Linked DNA regions of Mus musculus: region 2 is linked to region 1. The links are chromatin contacts, called in public HiChIP or PLAC-seq maps. All regions are on one chromosome and are shown on one strand. The core of a region is the stretch at or near the end of the contact, and the rest is flanking DNA. Distances in the headings are between cores, read along the strand shown. Region 1 holds the start of Rnf34 (ring finger protein 34). Region 2 overlaps Kdm2b (lysine (K)-specific demethylase 2B).

Region 1 (4,135 bases), core at 799-3,298:
AAACCTTAAGGGCTGGAGAGAGAGATGAGCAGCTCAGAGCACTCATTTTGCTTTTACAGAGGACCTAGGTTCGGTTTCTAGAACCTACATGGTGGCTCACAACCATTAGTAACTCCAGTTCCAGGGGGGTCTAATGCCACCTCTGATCTCTGTGAGCACCAGGCATGCAGATGGTGTATGTATGTATGTATGTATGTATATATATACATATACACACACATACACACACACACATACATACATACATACAGGCAAAACACTCATACACATTAACCTAAAAACATTTTTAAACAATTTTTTAAAGCTTTCACAATATCCTCATCCTTAACGTCAATTCAAATGTCACTGATTCCAGATCCTACATTTGTAATCCAAATTCAGGAGGGAGGACAGCCTACATACTCAATTCCAGGCCAGTCAGGGATTGACAGTGAAACCCTATCTCAAAACAAAGAAGTTAACCTACTCCCAATTTCGGCCAGGATTCCAGCAGCAGGGGACCTGATGTTTTGAAATAGGACCGCATGCAGTGCAAGCTGGACTCAAACTTACTACAAAGCCAAGAATACCTGTGAAAAACTAATTGTCTTGACTCCAGCCTCCAGCTCCCAAATGCCTGAGATCACAGGTACGCAACACTGAAGGTATGGTTATTTTTCTTGCTTGAGAGTTTTTTACACACACACACACACACCTTACATTATTGCAGTTTGTAATGTGGCTACTTGAGATCTATCTCTCAGGGGATTGTTGTTGGTTGGTTTTCCACGAAAACACTTGCTTGGCCTCAAACATGCAGCAATCCTCCACCTCTACCTCCTAAACGCTGATCACGGGCTTGTGCCACCATGCTTAAGGGGCTCTTTTCTTTTAACTGGCAAACTCTTTCTTAAACAGGGTGATTATATTTTGAATTACCTCTACCCCATCTTGACTAAGGCAGTGAAGGTGCTGGGCAAAACACTTGCTGAATTTCTCTATCCACTTGACCCTCTCTTCAATCGTCCACAGTAAATCTTTGACACTCTGTGCAAGGTCGTCAATCTAGCAGCCCAAAGCCAACACACTTACTTCTTCCACGAGATGGATACAACACCGTGAGGGAAGACATCACCACCTTCTGACTCACGCCATTTGACTTGATTTTGGGCAAATGAATCAATGCCTGAATTGACTGCTGTACACAGCCTCTTTAGAACTCTCTGCGATGGGGTTGAGAAAATTCATCTCCCCTAAGTAGGCCAAAATCACACACACACACACACACACACCACATACACACACACAAAACCTGCCCTTTTCTGAAACTTCTATCAGTGATTCTCCCACGCTCTCACTCCCACCTGGGAGCAAGGCTGCCAAATTACTTGCTGCGTACCTAGTGGCGATGTAGACACGTCTAGCGCTCTAGGTCACGGCCACAACATTTAAACCCACGGGAAGGACTCCTTGAAGGAGGACACCCCCAACCCCCCATGGGCCACTCAGGTCCTAGCCTCATCATACCACGCAGCGCTCTCTATGCCTTCTGTCTCGTGATGCACCCCCCGAAGTCTGGGTTAGCTCAAGGACTCGGGGGAGGCAGAGGGCACAGCCATGGCCAGAGACACCGAGGCTCTTGCGGCTTAAAAAAAAGCTCGGGACCCCGAGAAGAGCACAGGGCCCTGGGAACAGGGCCCAGCGGGCTGAGACCGCAGGGCCACTAGCCGCCTCCTCGGCCAGGACGCCGGAGGGCGCTGTGGGAGCTCGGGAGGGTCTGCTGCCTGGCCTCTCCGGCTGGAACCGGTCGGGGCCCCACACACACTTCGGGCCGGGCGCCCCGCTACGTGGTGGTCTCTCACGAAGCCCCTCTGGGTAACCGCTGAGACGGAAAACAGGAAGCGCTCTGGGCGTACGGGAGAGGCAAGGAGAGCCTCCCGGCTCCACCAGCCCCTCACCTTCATGGCCGCGACCGCCTCGGCTCGGTCGGCTCTACCGGGGAACTCAGCACCATAGCAGCCTCCTCACACAACGGATCTTCCTTCCTTCTAAGGCGGCGAATGCGGCGCCTCCCGAGACCCACTGAGCGTCCCTACGTAAGGGGGCATGGCCACGCTCGGCTCACGCCCCGGGAAGACGCCGAGCGGCGGGCGGAGCCCACCAATCCGAAGCGGGTCTTCGGGGGGCCCGATCACCAAAGCCAATGAAATGGTGAAGAAGGGGCGGGGTTTCGGGCGCAGTCTTGCGAGCGAAGGGGAGAGGGGAGGGGCGGAGGGAAACGGGGCGGGGCGAAGAGGGGCGGGGCGGGGCGTGACGCGACGTGACGCCCGGTCTGTCGGAGAGAAAGCCGCTCAGGCTGAATTGGCTTCCTATTTTGGGTGGATAGCTTCCCTCGGCCCGAGGCAGAAAAAGAGCTGTGGTGAAGTAGGAAACACTGTTGGTTTGAAGCTTTTATTCTAACCTGCGGAGCAGGGCCTCTCTCGGGCTTAACCCATTCTCCGAATGTTCTAGATCTCATCACCAGGAGAACCTCGGATCTCCTCAAGGAAGAGGGGCAGCACGATCTAGGGCGAGCCATTTAGAAGATGTACTGAGAACGGCTGAAGAACCAAAGGCTGTCCAATTCCAATTCTTTGTCGTTCGGTTCGTATGTGTGTGTGTGCGGTTTTCTTTTTAGACAAGATTTTTTCCTGGCTGTGCTGGCCAGAGAACTCCCAGTTTACACCAGGCTGGCTTGGAACTCAGAGAAATCATGCCTGCCTCTCTGCCTTCCGAGTGCTTGAGATTAAAGATGTGTTCCACCACAACTGCGTCCAATTGATGTAATGTTCAAATTTACCCAAGTACTAACTAACCCTTTCAAAGAATTCACATGATCCCTTCAAACTGACGTCGGGGCAGAAAAACAAGTGGCAAAAGATGGTATAAATTTCTTCAGCCTTGCTGGATTAAGGCTTTAATTAGTTGGTTTTCCTACATTTCTTTCTCTCACTTCAAAATAATATTTGAGGTCGGGCGTGGTGGCACACACCTTTAGTCCCAGCACTTGGGAGGCAGAGGTAGGCGGATTTCTGAGTTCGAGGCCAGCCTGGTCTACAAAGTGAGCTCCAGGACAGCCAGGGCTATACAGAGAAACCCTGTCTTAAAAAATAATAAAATAATAATAATAATTGAAATTTTAGAGCTCAAGATGTTACTTCTTCCTTAGCGAAGACCCAGACAACTCCTATTCTTATAATAATAATAATACTTTAAAATTCTTTGTATCTGGTTTTGCCTGCATGTGTATCTGTGCACCACATGTGTACAGTGATCAGGGAAGTCAGATGAGGATGTTGGATGCCCTGCAACTGAATTACAGTTGTGAACCACTATGTGAGTGTTAGAAACCAAACCCAAGTCCTCTGTAAGAACAGCAAGTGCTCTTAACCGCTGAGCCAGCCCCTGTTCTATTCTTTTTCAACATCTGCTTAGATGAACTTTTTGACAGAACACGAATACAGCTGGGTGCAGTGGCACAGGCCTTTAAACCCAGGATGGCAGAGGCAGGTGAATGTCTCTGAATTCCAGACCAGCCACTTTACATCGTCAGACCCTGGCTCAAAACAAAACAAACCATAGCATGCTATGTCCTTGGACTATGTCAAGCCTATTTTTCTTCAGGCTCTATTGAGATAATGTAATATCTTGTCTGGCACTCAGGAGGCAAGAGGCAGTGGGTCTCTGTGAGTTCAAGAACAGCCTGCCTACTGAGAAAGCTCCAGGACAACCAGGGCTTACACAGAGGACAAGAAGAAAAACTATTAGACAGTAATTTTTCTGCTCATCATCTAGGCAAAGAAATTAAAAGCCATTTGCTGGTGGGGCTAAAGATATGTTTCCCATCAACCACATGCCTGCTGTATGAAGACCAGGATCTGAGTTCCCTCCTTGGCACCTATGTAAAAATCAGGTTTGGTGGTATTCATCAGTAATTCTAGTACTCTGTGGGTAGAAGCAGGAGGATAGCTGAGTTTACTGGCCAATTTAGCATAATTGGAGAGCTCCAGGCTCAGTGAATGACCTTGTCTTGGTAAGATTAAAAAAAAAAAAAAAAAACAGTTGAAGGAAACATCCAACATTGGCTTCCAGCCCTGACCCGTGCAAGTATACACAC
Region 2 (4,135 bases), core at 943-3,442, 75 kb before region 1:
CTTCTGGCTAGCCTCACCTTATCATGGTATAGAAAACCATCATATCCGTGTGCATGGAATTGTGGGGCTGCAATCGAATTGTGGGGCCAGTGGGAATTATAGGGGCTACACAGCTGTAGGGCTGAAAGACACATTTCTTGTTTTAAAAAGGCTTTCTCTCCCTTTCCTTCCTACCTCTTTCCCTCCCAGCTCCCTCCCTCTTTCCTTCCCTCCCTTTCCATCTTTATTCCACCCACTCCTACCCCCCACCCTCCACCCCTGCCCCCACCCTTCACCTCTACTCCCTCACTCTTTGGATACAGTCTCGCTCTCTAGCCCAGGCTATATAGAGCTCGATCTGGTCCTAATCCTGTGGCAGTATTGTCTCAGCCTCTCCAGTGTCAGGATTATCGTCACGAACTAACGTGCTGGGCCAAGTGTTTCTTTCTCAGCAGCCTAGAGATCAGTTGTTGTATTCTGGCATCACACTCCAAGCATGAGAGAGAAGAAAGTCCTAAATTCGGAGTGGGCTGTGGATGTCAGTTCTAAATTAGGAGTCCACTGTCCAAACAGATGTCGCTTGGCTTTAAGGACAGTTGTGGAGTCAGGTCACACAGTCCCTGCACAGTCCATTATGTAGCTGACGTTCTTGGGGACATGGTAAAAATAGGAGAAGGTGTGATCCATTGTCACGGCTGACACATGTAAAGCCCAGCAGGGGCCTGAAGTTCTCCGTAAGCTAGGGCTGATATTATTTCAGACACTTTGGGGTGAAGACAGTTTTGTTACCGGTCTGGTCTGAGAGCTAGAGGAGCCATGTTGTAAGGAATGGGTAGAGCCTTTTGTTGCTGTTTTTTGAGACAGGGATTCTCTGTGTATCCCTGGCTGTCTTGGAACTCACTCTGTAGACCAGGCTGGCCTTGAACTCAGAAATCCACCTGCCTCTGCCGCCCAAGTGCTGGGATTAAAGGCATGCGCCACCATTGCCCGACCGGGCAGAGCCTTTTTTCTTTTGAGGACTTAGCATTCTCCACCCTGGCACCCACCTGCTTCTAAAGATCCTCGTTTCTGGTGTTACCAGTTTTCAAGACAGCGAGAGATGTACAATCTAGATTTGTTTCTCTCTCTCTCTCTCTCTCTCTCTCTCTCTCTCTCTCTCTCTCTTGCTTAGAGTTTGGCCCAGGATCTTGGGAATGTTGCGTGTGCTGGGTCACAGAGTCTCCTCCTCCAGCTCTGTTGACTCTGTAAAACCTTCTTGCCTACTTCAAAGGAGGCTTCTCCTCAGAGGGGAGCTATAAGGCAGGAAGTAAGTGCCCAGGGGGGCTGGCTGGCTTCCAGTGTGATCACAGAATCTTGTCCCCTGCCTATGCAACCTCAGGAGCCTGGGGGAAGGACTCTGCATCAGGTATCCAGGTAGCATCCTAATCCAGGATCTAGGATTCACCTTACTGTGTAGAGACCTCTTACCCACATAAGATTAGAAGTTTCCGTTTGCGTGTATTGGAAGTTAGAGTTAAGACTTAAACACAGTTTTATGGGGAGGACTGTAATGCAGTCTACTACAGATGAAGTGGTTGTTTTGTTTGTTTTTCCAGGTGCAGATAGGAATAGAGGGAGGGGTTCTGAGACCCGAATAAACTGTCACCTGGTGCTCCCCAGAACAGCAGTTCTGGCCTTGTTACAGCCCCCTCATGAACCCCACTGTTGGAGCTCCAATCCTAATGCCAGGCATTGCCTTCTTAGTGCTGGTATTTTTAGTCATGGCATAGGCTAGGGGCTTCCAGTGATTAACACCCCACTCTGGGGAGCAATGGAGGCCAAAGCTCTTGTTAACAAATTAAATTCTTGGAGAGAAGTTGGCATGATGGGGGGAGGCAAGGTTCCTTTGGTAGGTCATACATGGGGCAGTTTCCAGCAGCAAGAGCCAGGTGAGGGCAGGAAGCTTGCTCTGGGATTGGCGAGAGCCATGGGCTTACAGGGTGTGGTCCTTAGGGGGCTGGGACACCGAGGACACACAGCCTTCATTCTGTTTGTGTGCTCCACGGTCCCTGAGAATGTGTCAATTCAGGCAGAGCCTAAGGAATCCTGTGACATCATTCCCTCCGGAACATTTTTTTCTGAGACAAAAATCTTGCACTAGGCTACGAGCCTCCCCTAAATTTCGCCTTTACAAATGAAAATACACCCCAGGAAGACAGGCGCCATTGTGCCCCCTAGTGGCCATCAAATGCTGTACACAGAAGGGAACTTGGCATTGTTTAGTACAGGAGATTTGGGATACAAGGGCACCTTGGGAAAAATTTAAAGCTAATGTGTTTAATTAAAAAATAAAAAGGAGCTGGGTGTGGTGGCGCATGTCTTTAATTCCACCGCTTGAGAGGCAGAGGCAAGTGGATCTCTGTGAGTTTGAGATCAGCCTGGTCTACAGAGTTCCAAGACAGCCAGAAACTTTGTTTTGAAAAACCAAAAAGGAAATAATAATAATAATCAGAAGCAAGTAGATTTCTGAGTTCAAGGGCAGCCAGATATACATAGCCATGTCCTTAAATAAGAAAGCAGTTTTATTAATACCTTATTTTTTTTTAGATTTTCTTCTTTTTGGGGGGGGGGCTAGAAACCCTTTAGAGATAGGGTTTCTCTGTGTAGCCCTGGCTGTCCTGGAACTCACTCTATAGACCAGGCTGGCCTTGAACTCGGAAATCTGCCTGCCTCTGCCTCTGCCTCCCAAGTGCTGGGATTAAAGGTGTGGACTACCGCTTCCTGGCCTCCTTTCTTTCTTTTTTTAATGCATGGTTATTTATTTGTGGAGGGAGGATCTCACTAAGTCTGGCTAAAACTCATTCTGTAGATCAGGCTGACCTTGAACTTGTCCAGAGCTCATTTTGTCTACCTCCCAAATGCTGGGATTAAAGGCATTTACCCATTCACCCAGCAAGAAAAATTTTAGGTTTATGGAAAATTCAGAAAAATAAAACAGCTCAAGTATGTTAACATCTTAGTATAATACATTTGGCACAATTATTAAAACTAATATTTTGTTATTTCTTCAGATTTCTGCAATATTTACCTTTTGTTGCCCAGAATTTTGTCCCTGATTCAACATTTAATTTCCTCCTCAGGGTTTTTTTGTTTTTTCTTGGTTAGCCAGTGTTTCAGACTGCCCCTGTTTTGAGGGGTTTGTCAGTTTTGTTTTTTGTTTTGTTTTGTTTTGTTTTATGGTTTTTGGTGGTTTGGGGGAGCTCTGGTCAGGTATCTTGTTAGCCTGTCCTTTAGGGGACCGAAGCTTTATGTCTTGAGTTTTACCTGCTGGAAGCTTTCTTTAGTCATTGTTATACATAGTTATTGGGTTAGACAATATTGGGTATACAACAGTGTGTCAGTCGTTCTTCTTATGCTTGGTCAAAATATCTGTCAGAAGCAACATCAGTCAGAGAGACAAATGTCCTGGCTTGCAGCATCAGAGGCTCATTGATAGCGGCAGGGGAGGCATGGTGACAGAAGCCACCAGCTCAGCTTGCTGTGCCTTGGCAGCAGACAGGACTGAGAAGAGAGCTCAGGCCAGGAAGCCTCCAGCCTCACTCTTACTGCCCTATCTCTGCCCTGTAGGCCTCAGAGTCCAAGAAGGGAAGGGTTCTGTCATCTCTCCAAACTGCCACTAACTGGGGACAAAGTGTTGACGTGCACGAGCTTGCAGGAGACCTTGTTCATTTAAATCATAACATAGTCGACAAAGATATTTTATAACTAGCCGTTGTGGGTCAGTGATGCTGGGTGTTCCAGGGCAAAGATTCGAACCCGGGCCACCCCGGTGACCTCTGTGCTGTTGGCTGCCTCCCATGGGGAGCTGGAAGACTGAGGCTTGCTGTATCAGAAAATCAGTCAATCAGACGGTGACCAAGCAAACAGGATAGTCCATAGAGTCAGTTAGAAGTGGATTGGATTCCTGTCTGCTAATACAAATGAGAGAAAATGTCTTGAAAATAAACGCCAGGATCATCTCAAGATGGCTCATGAGGGAAAGAAAGGCCTGACAGCCTGAGTTGTGAAGGTGGGGAGAGAGAACTGACTCTACAGAGTCCTCTGAACCGCATAAGCACGCTGTGACGTCACCTCATACAAGCATGCGCGCCCCTGTTCCAATGAATGTGTATACGCG

The links. HiChIP or PLAC-seq counts read pairs in DNA pulled down with a chosen protein or histone mark.
Region 2: an H3K27ac HiChIP or PLAC-seq map of embryonic stem cells shows a contact between it and region 1, with 7 read pairs. The contact joins the enhancer-like site here to the promoter of Rnf34 in region 1. A contact is called at or near these places in 2 of 39 promoter capture datasets (the SN4741 cell line and hippocampal neurons), 1 of 484 Hi-C or Micro-C datasets (nephron progenitors), 1 of 115 datasets of contacts at active chromatin or transcription factors (embryonic stem cells) and 2 of 9 other capture datasets (adipose tissue and pancreatic islet).

Annotation. Positions count from the first base shown.
Region 1 is chr5:122,848,101-122,852,235 of GRCm38.p6, reverse strand. Rnf34 (ring finger protein 34) reads right to left here and starts at 2,048. Exons shown (of 6, transcript NM_030564.1): 1 at 1,938-2,048. The coding sequence starts at 1,943. It overlaps Gm33044 (predicted gene, 33044), which reads left to right and starts at 2,300. Exons shown (of 2, transcript NR_169045.1): 1 at 2,300-2,403; 2 at 2,491-2,786.
Region 2 is chr5:122,923,713-122,927,847 of GRCm38.p6, reverse strand. The region is part of intron 11 of Kdm2b (lysine (K)-specific demethylase 2B); the gene reads left to right. Among named protein-coding and RNA genes, the nearest start is that of Gm33118, 16 kb to the left of the region's middle. Within about 2 kb of position 2,192, at least 54 of the 459 cell types and tissues checked have an H3K27ac peak or open chromatin away from gene starts, as enhancers often do. A contact at or near this core is called in adipose tissue and embryonic stem cells, where this site is marked.